3 separate regions of the Mus musculus genome follow, and all the other regions are linked to region 3. The links are chromatin contacts, called in public HiChIP or PLAC-seq and Micro-C maps. All regions are on one chromosome and are shown on one strand. Each heading gives the region's core, a stretch centred on a gene start, on an enhancer-like site or on the middle of the called end of the contact. The rest is flanking DNA. Distances are from core to core; before and after follow the strand shown. Region 1 has its middle 69 kb from the start of Mir710. Region 2 has its middle 8.1 kb from the start of Mir710. Region 3 holds the start of Tll1 (tolloid-like).

Evidence for each region. A called contact is a pair of places that touch in the nucleus more often than the background predicts. HiChIP or PLAC-seq counts read pairs in DNA pulled down with a chosen protein or histone mark.
Region 1: a contact with region 3 is called in a Micro-C map of embryonic fibroblasts, with 6 times the contacts expected there. The contact joins the enhancer-like site here to the promoter of Tll1 in region 3. A contact is called at or near these places in 8 of 39 promoter capture datasets (the 3T3-L1 cell line, 3T3-L1-derived adipocytes, cranial neural crest and 3 more), 14 of 484 Hi-C or Micro-C datasets (Sertoli cells, adipose-derived mesenchymal stem cells, cerebellar granule neurons and 5 more), 8 of 115 datasets of contacts at active chromatin or transcription factors (embryonic stem cells, heart atrium and stem cell-derived neural progenitor cells) and 1 of 9 other capture datasets (embryonic stem cells).
Region 2: a contact with region 3 is called in an H3K27ac HiChIP or PLAC-seq map of embryonic fibroblasts, with 6 times the contacts expected there. The contact joins the enhancer-like site here to the promoter of Tll1 in region 3. A contact is called at or near these places in 6 of 39 promoter capture datasets (cranial neural crest, embryonic stem cells, frontonasal cranial neural crest and 2 more), 4 of 484 Hi-C or Micro-C datasets (embryonic fibroblasts, embryonic stem cells, granulosa cells and 1 more), 17 of 115 datasets of contacts at active chromatin or transcription factors (the NIH/3T3 cell line, astrocytes, embryonic fibroblasts and 11 more) and 2 of 9 other capture datasets (adipose tissue and liver).

The regions. Positions count from the first base shown.
Region 1 is chr8:64,581,426-64,584,645 of GRCm38.p6, reverse strand. No RefSeq gene overlaps it. Among named protein-coding and RNA genes, the nearest start is that of Mir710, 69 kb to the right of the region's middle. Within about 2 kb of position 1,640, at least 15 of the 459 cell types and tissues checked have an H3K27ac peak or open chromatin away from gene starts, as enhancers often do. A contact at or near this core is called in embryonic fibroblasts, where this site is marked.
Region 2 is chr8:64,520,711-64,524,408 of GRCm38.p6, reverse strand. No RefSeq gene overlaps it. Among named protein-coding and RNA genes, the nearest start is that of Mir710, 8.1 kb to the right of the region's middle. Within about 2 kb of position 1,523, at least 51 of the 459 cell types and tissues checked have an H3K27ac peak or open chromatin away from gene starts, as enhancers often do. A contact at or near this core is called in the NIH/3T3 cell line, embryonic fibroblasts, granulosa cells and 1 more, where this site is marked.
Region 3 is chr8:64,204,197-64,207,813 of GRCm38.p6, reverse strand. Tll1 (tolloid-like) reads left to right here and starts at 1,806. Exons shown (of 21, transcript NM_009390.3): 1 at 1,806-2,599. The coding sequence starts at 2,431.

The DNA of each region.
Region 1 (3,220 bases), core at 391-2,890, 380 kb before region 3:
GTGTGATTATCACTTAAAGATATGTTGTTATCTATCTTATGTGATTGCAGAGTATGTGTGTATGTGATTGTGTGTGCATGAGTAAAGACCAGACATTGGTGTCTTTCTCAGTCATTCCCTACCTTACATTTCTCACACCAAATTCTCTTGTTGAGACAGGCTAGTAGAACAGCAATCGCTAGGAATTTGCCTATATGTGCCCTTAGGGCTTGGGTTGCAGACATGCACCACTTTCAGCTTCTCTGTCGTTCCATCTGTGTCTCTCTGTCTCTGTCTCTCTCTCTCTCTCCTTCCCTTCCTCCTTCCTCCCTATAACAAGAGTGCTCAGGATCTGATGTATGCCAAGCACATTGTTGACTGAGCCAGTTCATTAGCCTCTGATACACTATCACTTACAAAATAAATGAAATGAGTTGGTGCTTAGACACTGAGGCCTGACCCAAGGAAGCCAAAGGCCCACAGCTGGGCGTGCTTCACATGAGGTAAAAGTTTCCTTATTGGAAAAGTGATGTGGTGTAGTACTGGGCTATAAAGAGACCTTGGTTCCTCTTAAATATCCCTGTTGCAGATCAACTTGCGTTGAGGGATCTACACGTGACTTGCATCTGCCAATAGCCTTGAAGGATCAGCAGTGAGGACACCATAAAGGGATTCCAAATGCAAGAATGGCCATTAGTAATACAGACCTGGGTTCTACTCACGGCTCTCCTCGGATGAGTCTGAAGAACAAGATGTGGGTTTTCTATTTATTACTCTTTAACTGTCCACTGCTTAATATTAAGGCAGAAAAAAACTAAACAAGAGAGAAGTTGGGCCTGGTGGCTTACACCTGCAATCCTAGCACTTGGCAAACTGAGACAGGCTAGTCATTGTGGATTGGAGGTTGGCCTCAAGTATGTACTGAGTTTTAGGCCAGTCTGAGTGATAGTGTACTTAAAACAAAACAAAGCAATTTTCTCTCTTGCTTGTACTGAAATATCCCTGTTTCAGATCAACACACACAGACACACATGAACAGGGAGGGCAGGAGAGAGGAAGGGAAAGATGGAGGAAGAGGAGAGGGGGAGACAGAGAGAAGAGAGCAAATTGTTAAAACTTGTTGGAAAATGGCCACCAAAGCATCCACTGGGGATGAAATGGTGTAATACAAGGAACTTTGCCCAGATGTTCTGGGTTATAGGAATGTGAACGTTTACCTGCAGGTGTTTGCTGAGGGAGTGAGTCCTGGAGGAGTGTCTGGCAGGCGATGACCAGCACACATCTAAACAAAGGCATCCCAACATAAACTTCCAATAAAACCAGAGCCTGTCACCTACAACTGTCTGCCACTGCCACTGCCACTGCCTGTTTTCCCTCACATTCACTTATGGACACCTAGTGTTTGCCTGTCATCGTTGTTGTAAAGTGGAGAGAGATGTTGTCTATCCCTTGTGCTTTTTTTCTATGCATTTTTTCAAAGTTAACTCATGACAGACTCCCTCTCTTAGAATTATTCATGGACCCAACTGACAAATTAGCACTGTATTTAATGAATTCCTAAGATGAATTCCTAAGAAGTCACTCGTTCATTACCCTAGAACAACACACGTTAGGGAAAATGACAGGCCCTTTTATGGGTAGCTGCAGAGTTTGAATAACAATACATTCCTTAGAATTTTCTAGTGGACCCTCTGACAACAGTTCCTCATTCTTCTTACATCAGCATACAGTTATTCTAAAAATTTCTGGAAAAAAAATCAGACCCATTGTGTCAGGCCTACTCCTGTCCCCCCATCTTGCCATGGGTTATCTAGGGCAGACCATCTCATCAGTCACCCGCTGCTGTCTTTTGCGTGGAAACTTCACTTCAACTTTTTGCCTGAAATTCCAAGAGCAAGACAGTGAGAAAACACTGGGTCTTATCAGGCCTTTGTATATCTGTTGAGATGGCTTCTCTGGGTTTCCTAAATTACTGCTGTGGGATTTGGGGTTCTATTATAGCTGCAGGTGGTACAGCATTCTTTGCTTAAAACCTAAGATGTATCGCTGTATGTATTAAACACACAGAACTCCTCTGAAGCCAGAGTGTGTCTCTCAGGGTAAGGAGAGCCTCTGGGTTTACTCCCCCATTCTGCTCTCTGTGAAGCAGCTACAGGAGCTCAGTACTCTAAGTGAACAGGCACATGTGAGGAGAGGGATTGCTTGCTGGAGTTTTCTCTTCAGTCCTTTTTAACCAGGTCCTGTTGGATTGTGCGCACACCAACAACTGCCCCCATCCTCCTGCCTGCCTCTTCCTTCTCAAGAAGTGCTGGGGATTAAATGCTAGGCTTCATAAGTGAGACACCCACTGCTCTATACCACCCTATCCACAGCTCCACAAACTTGGCCTTCATATTTGTTTTTCTTCGTTAATACAGACAGGATGATCTGGCTCTGGTACTAACAGCACAGGAATCTGAACTCTCAACTCTGTACCAGGGGTGACAGAGCTGATATCTGAGTGAGCTTCCAGTGGCCTACTTAAGGTGAAGAGACAGCATGCCTATACTTGACATCTGAGCTTCCTTGAGATTGCACACAAACGGATAACAACAGGGAGAAAAAAGGGGAATGCAAGACGTCATTATTTTCCTATCTAAGAGTCACTTTTAAAATATTTAAAAAATTTCCCATTGCTTTGACAAAATTCCTGATGCTAGGCACTTTATTGTAAAAATCAAAAGGGCAAGATGTCAAAATCTGTTGAGATTTGGTGAGAACCTTGTAGCAGATGGCACTGGGGCAGTAGTGCTTGTGTGTGTGTGTGTGTGTGTGTGTCAAAGCAAACAGGAGGATAGAGAGTGTGGTGAACATCATGAGAGCAAACGGAGCTTCCATAGAGTCCTTATTCCTGTGAGGCACACCGCTGATATTCTAATTATACTGAACACTTCCCCACTTTTTAAGGGTTCAGGACCAAGTTTCTAGCACATGGAACCATGTGGTTTTGGTTAACCTGCATCCAAACCACAAGGTTATATTTGTGAATTTTTGTAACATGTGTGATGGTTTTTGTGTTTCTGTTTTTCTTTTCCTCTTTTTTCTTCCTCCGTTCCTCCCTTCCTTCCTGTCTTCCTTCCTTCCTTCCTTCCTTCCTTCCTTCCTTCCTTCCTTCCTTCCTTCCTTCCTTCCTTCCTTCCTTCCTTCCTTCCTTCCTCCATCTCTCTCTCTCTCTCTCTCTCTCTCTCTCTCTCTTTCTTTC
Region 2 (3,698 bases), core at 274-2,773, 320 kb before region 3:
TACATTACCTAGTTTTGTGTCTCTGTATTGGGTCCCATCTTCTGCAGAAGGAAACCTCTCAGTGATCGCCGAGGTAGACACTGAGCTAAGAGTATAGCACTATACTAAGAGTATCGTATCATATCGTATCGTATCGTATAGAATGTCACTAGCATTTATTTTATTGCCATACTCTTTTAGCAGAACACTAGTATTTGGTTTTCTCCTAGGTCCCTGGCCTAACTAGTTTCAGGTTCTTGACCAGCTGAGACATGTTACACATGGACTCTGTCTCATAAAACAGGCCTTTGGGTCAGTGTTCTATCGCAGCGGTGTAAAAGCAAACTGTGACACTGGCGTGTGCCTAAAATTGTCCATATGGAATTTACTATGCTTTTCTTTCCAGAAAGTGTCCTTAACGACAGCTATTCCTTTATTTTCTTTTAATGTGATTTTAAAAATCTCAAATCTGAGGCATTTGCTCCACTGGGGACTACTACCTGTGGGAAACTTGATGCCAAAATATTTTCACAAATATACAAATGATGTCTGTGTTGGCTAAGGAGGTCACCCGCTCAGATCTCCTTTCAAGAGAATGTGTTGCACAGATGTAGCTCTGCAGACAGCTTCCATGTGCTGCCCCGAATAGTCGGCTAGAATGTTTCCTGGAGGCCAGGTTCATTGAACATGACTACAACTTCTGTAATACAGTGGTTCTCAACCTGTGGGTTTCAACCACTGTAGGGGTTGAATGACCCTTTCATAGGGGTGACATATCAGATATCCTGCATATCAGATATTTTTATAGTGGGGCGGCTCACCACAACATGAGGACCTGTATCAAAGGGTTGCAACATTAAAAGTTGAGAACCACTGATCTGGTAATTGAGCTATGGCAGGGCTAGAGTGTAGCCATTGCTACTCAACTCAGGATCCTCTGGGAACAGTCTTTGGCCTGAAGCGCCACTTAGCAGAGACTCTCATATTCAAACTTCAGTTGGAAACTCCTGAAAACATCTCTTTCTCCCCCCCCCCCCTCTCTTTTTCTCTCTTGCTACAAGCATCAGAACAGCACCATGGTCTGGAAGCACTCAGACATGTAAAATAGAAATAATCTGAACAGGTATGCTGAACACGCAGAACAAGGTAGAGTCTCTGTGTATATGTGCATGTACTTATGTTTCTGGGGATCAAGCAACCCATCGTTATCAGACATACTATAAAGCACTCTGCCATGGAATTACTGAGTCATATCCGATACCTGAAGTTGAATAACTTTAATGGTCTGGTTGCAAGTCCAGGCACAAGTTTCAAGGGCTCTACATCCAGTGGCTGATTTCTCCTTCCTGAATTCCAACTAGCACAGTGTAGTCTTGTTTGTGTCTGGGGAAAGAAACCTGTAACTGACTCCCTCAATTCCTATAGCTTGTTTAGAAACTACAAGTTAGAAAAAGCTAAAAACAGCTCACTATAGTCCTTGATGAGCTGTCTATGAATGTGCCTGGACATTTTCAGTCTCTGACTCATGTCTACCGATCCACAAATGTCTGACTGCAGTGGCCATACAGCGAGAAGTAAACACAGCAATTTACCAGTTCAGCGTTATTAGCCAGCTGACTAACCTACTGTTTTTCCTAGAACAGTCAGTCTGCCATGCATGTTTTAACAAGGCAATGATTAAAAATATGACTAATTGAGCTTTGGTAGAAAGCGTTCATAATGTTCTGTTCAAGAAATGAAATGAGTCAATGCTGACTTTTGGACATTGATAAAGCAGGGGCATTGCCGCAATACCGTGCAGCCATGGCCTTTATCAAGCTGCTGAGCATGGCTGCCTGACTCTTAACAGCAGTGGGGATTTTGATCAGTGTCAGGCTGATGTGTTTCGTGTTTTCAAATTCATGTCCCAAGACAAGGTGACATTATTTATAGGTATTTGTAATCATGAAATTTTAAGAGTGCGGGAAAAGCAATCAATGGCTATTGTCCAAGTTGATTAAAAGTAAACCAATTTCACATAAAACTACCTTTCCACTCAGGCTTTAACAGAGCTAAGGCTGGCTACGGCTGTGGAGGGAGATAGTGGAGTGCTTGCTTGAGCTCTGAAATAAAGTGGCAAAATGTAATTATTGACTTTGCTTTGGATTTCCTGTTAAGATGAAAATTATTCAAAAATGTTTTTTTTTCTGTGTTAAAAAATGTGTTTTGAAAAAATGACTATTGACATTAAAGTGACTGGTCATCCCCCACCTCCATCCCTTCCTTCATTTTGCAACCTGGTAGAAATAGGGAGCTTTCAAAAGAAAAACAGAAGCACATTTTTTCTTGTTCTGTGTTTGTCTCAGTTCTGCATTAATCATGAACTATAATAAAACATAAGCAGCATCTGATTTTCAGTAAGCAGTTATTGTGCTGTATGTCAGCATCGTCGTAAGCGCTGGAGGTTGGATGTCAGGGAAACCTGATGAAGTGAGTCCGGAGGGAGCACAAAGGTGACACGAAGTGGCATGTAAATATGTATGAAGTTGCCTCCGCAATGTAACATGTACTCTGGGGGATAAGAAAACTGTAAGGTGGACTTCATGGGAATGGGTAAGCCACGTATTGTTAGGGGACCACGAGACTCTTCTTCCAAGCCTGGTGAGGACTACACTGAGATGCTTAAATAACCTCAGCTATAACTCTTTACTGATGATAGTGAAGATGATATAAAGAAATGCTGTTCTGTGTGCTCATTTGATTTGATCATGCTTAGCTTTAAGTGATTTAAATAATTCAAATGTATTTAAATGTGCAAAACTCTGTTTTAATTAGGGAAAACAGACTTCAGTGATGGTGAAATGATTTTCTATTGATTAAAAACATTCATTTTTTTGTTTCAGCTTTAAAGTTAGTCATATAAATAATTCCATCACCTCTTTTTTTTGGTGTGTGTGTGTCTGTGTGTGTGTCTGTGTGTATCTCTGTGTTTCTCTGTGTGTGTGTGTGTCTGTGTGTGTATCTCTGTGTGTGTCTCTGTGTGTGTGTATCTGTGAGTGTGTGTCTCTGTGTGTGTGTATCTGTGTGTGTGTGTCTCTGTGTGTGTGTGTGTGTGTGTGTGTGTGAGTATCTGTGTGTGTGTATCTCTGTGTGTGTGTGTGTGTGTGTGTATCTGTACACTTGTGGTGCAGGTACACTTGTCTCTGTGTGCACATATGGAGTCCGAAGGTTGATGTTGGGTGCTCTACTTGGTCTCAGTATGTCTTTTCTAGGAATCAGTCTCTCTCTTTTAAGAAGCAAAGTATACTGGTTGATCAGCAAGACTCATGGATATACCTGTTTACAGTTGCCTTATGCAACACCAAGGTTAGGGTGTGAGGGACCAGACAAGGTTTTATGTGGGTGCTGGGTATCCAAACTCATGTCCTTATGTTTGGACAGCAAGCATTTACCCATTGAACTGTCTCTCCACCTCCAACCCTATCATTCTGGATAGATGCACTACAGCTAAGGCATATAACATACTGATGGAGGACACTGGCTATGAGTAATTAACTTGGGAGACTAGGCAACAGTTACAAATTGAAGTTTTCCTTTTGACCAATTCAGACTTTATCCAAGGGGGAGGTGACATGACTGACTGGTGGATTGTGTTTTTGGTCTAGGATCACTCTAGTAGAAGTTGTGGAAGAGAAGGGAGGGAAAATATTGGTGGTGGTGGTGGGGTGAAGTCGTAGGAG
Region 3 (3,617 bases), core at 557-3,056:
ATGTCCATCCCTACCCAGGATGTGCGCTCTAGGTACAGATTCTTGAAAAATCATATAAGAAAATCATCTTAGATGCTGAGAGTCTTAGACGTTTCCTGGCATTTAGTGGGTCCAGGGTAAGAAATGCAGACACAGTCAGCAGTTCAAGAGCAGAGATCTTCTAAAGAAAAATTGCATTTCTCATTCTGAACTGGGCTATATGTAGGATGCACTTTTGCTTAGCCCTGCAGGAGCAACACCAGCATTAATTATACAAACAGCTTTTCTGTTTGGGTTGATCATGACTCAGCAAGAAATTTCGAAAGCAGTGTCTTTACCTCCTTAGCAAGCTTTTTTTTTTTTTTTTTCTGTTTTTTCTTTTATGTTTTATCTATTTAAACCCGCGGTCTGGGTCTGCTCTGTATGTCAGGATTAGATGTTTAAGATCTACAGGCAGAGGTCATCATTGTAGTGGTCATCAAGAAACTCCAACTTTGCCAAGCGAGAAACAATCACCTCCAGTCTACCTCCTACCCTTTTCCTTCAAGTAGAAAACAGTATGTTGTCCAGATTATCTGCTTGCTTTTCTGCAGCAAGTATAGAGTAGTCGCATCTCCAAGCCAAAGGTGGTTTTTTCCTATCCTAAGAGAGACAGATAGGCAAAGACAGACAGACAGACAGACAGACAGACAGACAGACAGACAGAGGATTCCGATATTCATGGCTCCCTGGCTCCTTACTTTTGCCTAAATGGCTACTTGGAATAGAGATGGGTTCCTCTAATAAAGATACAAAGGCACCAGAAGACAGTCCCTGCTAAAGTGACAGTAAAAGATATTGTTAGAAAAGGAAAGCTCTCAGCTCTCTGGGCTCCCGGAAGCTTGGGGGTGGGGGAAGTCGTCTCACCTATTTTGGAAACTACTTACAGATGTGGGGAAACCTCGGAATTGCTCACACCAGGGGCTTTTTTGCAGAGATTTCCTCTGATTTTTTTTTCCCTTCCCCAATTTCCCACAACCTGTGTTTGTCTTGAGTCTGCTAGGCTGAGGAGTGGTTTACCTCTCTGATCCAGCTGCCGGCTCTTACACCCTGTCCTAGGGAGGAAATCAAACAAGTGAAGCCGAAGGGTACTAGGAGGCGCTGGGCATGGGCGCCAGAACTGTCAGAAAATTTGCGAGGCGAGTATTCCAACTTCCCTTCCTGCGCCCACGTGAGCCCTAGCTCCAGCCCATCAGCGAGGGCTTAGCGTTTCCTGCTGGTGCGATCTGGAACTCGATTTTTTTTAAAAAAAATTAATTTCTCTAGTTCTTAGTAAAACTTTGTTGGTTAGGAGACTGCCTTTGCACAGATGCCTGTTTTCTTACCCAAACAGAGAAAGGTCAGATACTTTTCCTTCCACTCTTGAGGTAGGAAGGTTAAACAGCAGCAAGGGAAAGAAACACACATCGCCTATTTATCTGGGGGTGGGGTGGGGGCAAGATAGAGAGATTTGCAGCGAAGTTGTCACGATCCCTCGCGCCACCCCCGGTCTGGCGCTCTGCACTGACACGTACCTCATCTATTAATTGCTGTTCGTGGACGCAAATGCGGAATGCATTCGGTTTTTTATCTTTAGTAAAATAGAAATGGAAATGTCAGCGCGCTCGTGTCTGTTTGTTTGTATAAGGCTATCAAACGAAGTCAGAGAGGAGGCTGTGGCCCGGATCCTGACCCTGATTGTATGAATAAGTAAGCAGGATGCGAGTGATTGGGTTAGATGCTGCGAAGATTTTTTTTTTTTTCAAGTTAGGAAGAGGGTAAAAAGACAGCCTAGAGGGGGGGAAAGAGGCACTCCAAATCCTCACACCCCTTTGCTCTCCGGGCAGTCGGGAGCTTCCCTAGCTTCGGCAGGCTTTTAAGGTCTGGCGGCGTAGAAATGCCTATCCCCCACCCCCTTCCTCGGTCTCCCCTTTCAGTTCAGATGTGCTGATGTGCAGACCGGATTCATCTTCCCCGAGCAGCGGCGGTGGCAGCGGCGGGCGCAGGCGGCTGCAGCTCGCTCTCGGCCGCGGGGTCCTGACAGCGGCGGGGGCGCGGCGCGGGAGCCGGAGCTCCGGTGGCAGCTGAGCCCGCCGTGCGCCTCTCGCCGCGGCCGGTCGTGATCGCGGGAAGTTCGACCGCTGGAAGGACGACCTAGACCGAGCCGGGTTGGCTGCGGCTGCCCTGCGCCGAGCTCCTCACCTGCCTTCCGCCCACCCGCGGGCCCCCGGCCAAGTTCCCCAGCATCCGGGGGAGACAGGGAGACATTTGCCCTCTCTAGCGTCCTGAAGACATCCGCATGTCTCCGGACACCTGAACATTCAGGTCTTTCCGAGGAGCTTCCCAGTCGGGATAAGAACACTGTCCCTAGAGCCCCGCATATCCACGCGGCCCTCCGGGTCTGGTCCCCTCCTTTTCCTCTAGGGGAGGAGGATGGGTTTGCAAGCGCTCTCCCCGAGGATGCTCCTGTGGTTGGTGGTCTCGGGTATTGTTTTCTCCCGGGTGCTGTGGGTCTGCGCTGGCCTCGATTATGATTACACTTTTGATGGGAACGAAGAGGACAAAACGGAGCCTATAGATTACAAGGACCCGTGCAAAGCTGGTAAGTGCCTGTCTAAGTTGGGACTGTGGTGCGCTGCTGGGGACCAAGACGTTGGAATCTCCTTCAAGAGGCAATGAGAGCTCACCTGTTTCCTTCTCTCCTGCTCAGCCCCTCCATCGTTGCCCCTCCTCTCTCCCTCTCCTTTTTCCTCCCGGCTCTCCACCCTGCGCGGCGGCCCAAGTTCCCTGGAGTTCTGTGCTAGTAGGATCAGATGCCAAGCACTGGTCCCCCATCGCTTAAGGCAAACGTCCCGTCCTGTAGTTTCTGATCCCTCCCCCATCCCCTGTGAAATTAAACAAGTCATAAACACAGCTGGCTTCTGTGGGTTTTAAATGCCAGCACGCAGCGGGTTCAATGCACCAGGAAGGGACAAGACCTCCGCTGTTCCAGGACGAGGTTTCCCAGAGTTTGTTCATATCCGAGTAGGCAGAGTTTTCCAAAAGGTGGGTGGAGATGGCATCTCTGCCTCTGGACACTCCTTGTTTTACCAAGAGTTTAAGTGTGAGTTCCAGACCAGAAGGGTGTTGTGACAACCTTAAAAGAACTCAGTTGTAGATAAGATCCCAGTTATTTTTCTCCCATTTAAAACTAAATCTAATAATATTTATACCAAGTTGCTACCCCATTCAAATTTGTGTCTTCCTGGAAGTACTCTCCGGAGCTGCAGAGGCACTGACACTCCCTGAAGCCCGCGGGCTCACCCCGCCGGGCCGGGAACACCAGAGAGTAGCTCTCTGCTTCCACGAGCCGGCGCCACCACGCGTCCCTCCTCTGCACCGCCCAAAGCTTTTGCCCGCCTGTGGTAGGAGCCCCACTCACGGTTCTCGGGAACCACGTGAGGGCAGTGTCCTAGGGGACCCAACACTGGCTGAAGCATTAGGGAGGGTTTTGGGGATTCCCTGTCCTAAATTCGGTTGGACTGTGGCTGAGGCAATCTCAGTTCAGCCCGGACTCAACTAACTTTGGGAAGGTTGCTGTGACAGGCCCAAATAACAGTGTCCTTGAGAAACTGAAGGCA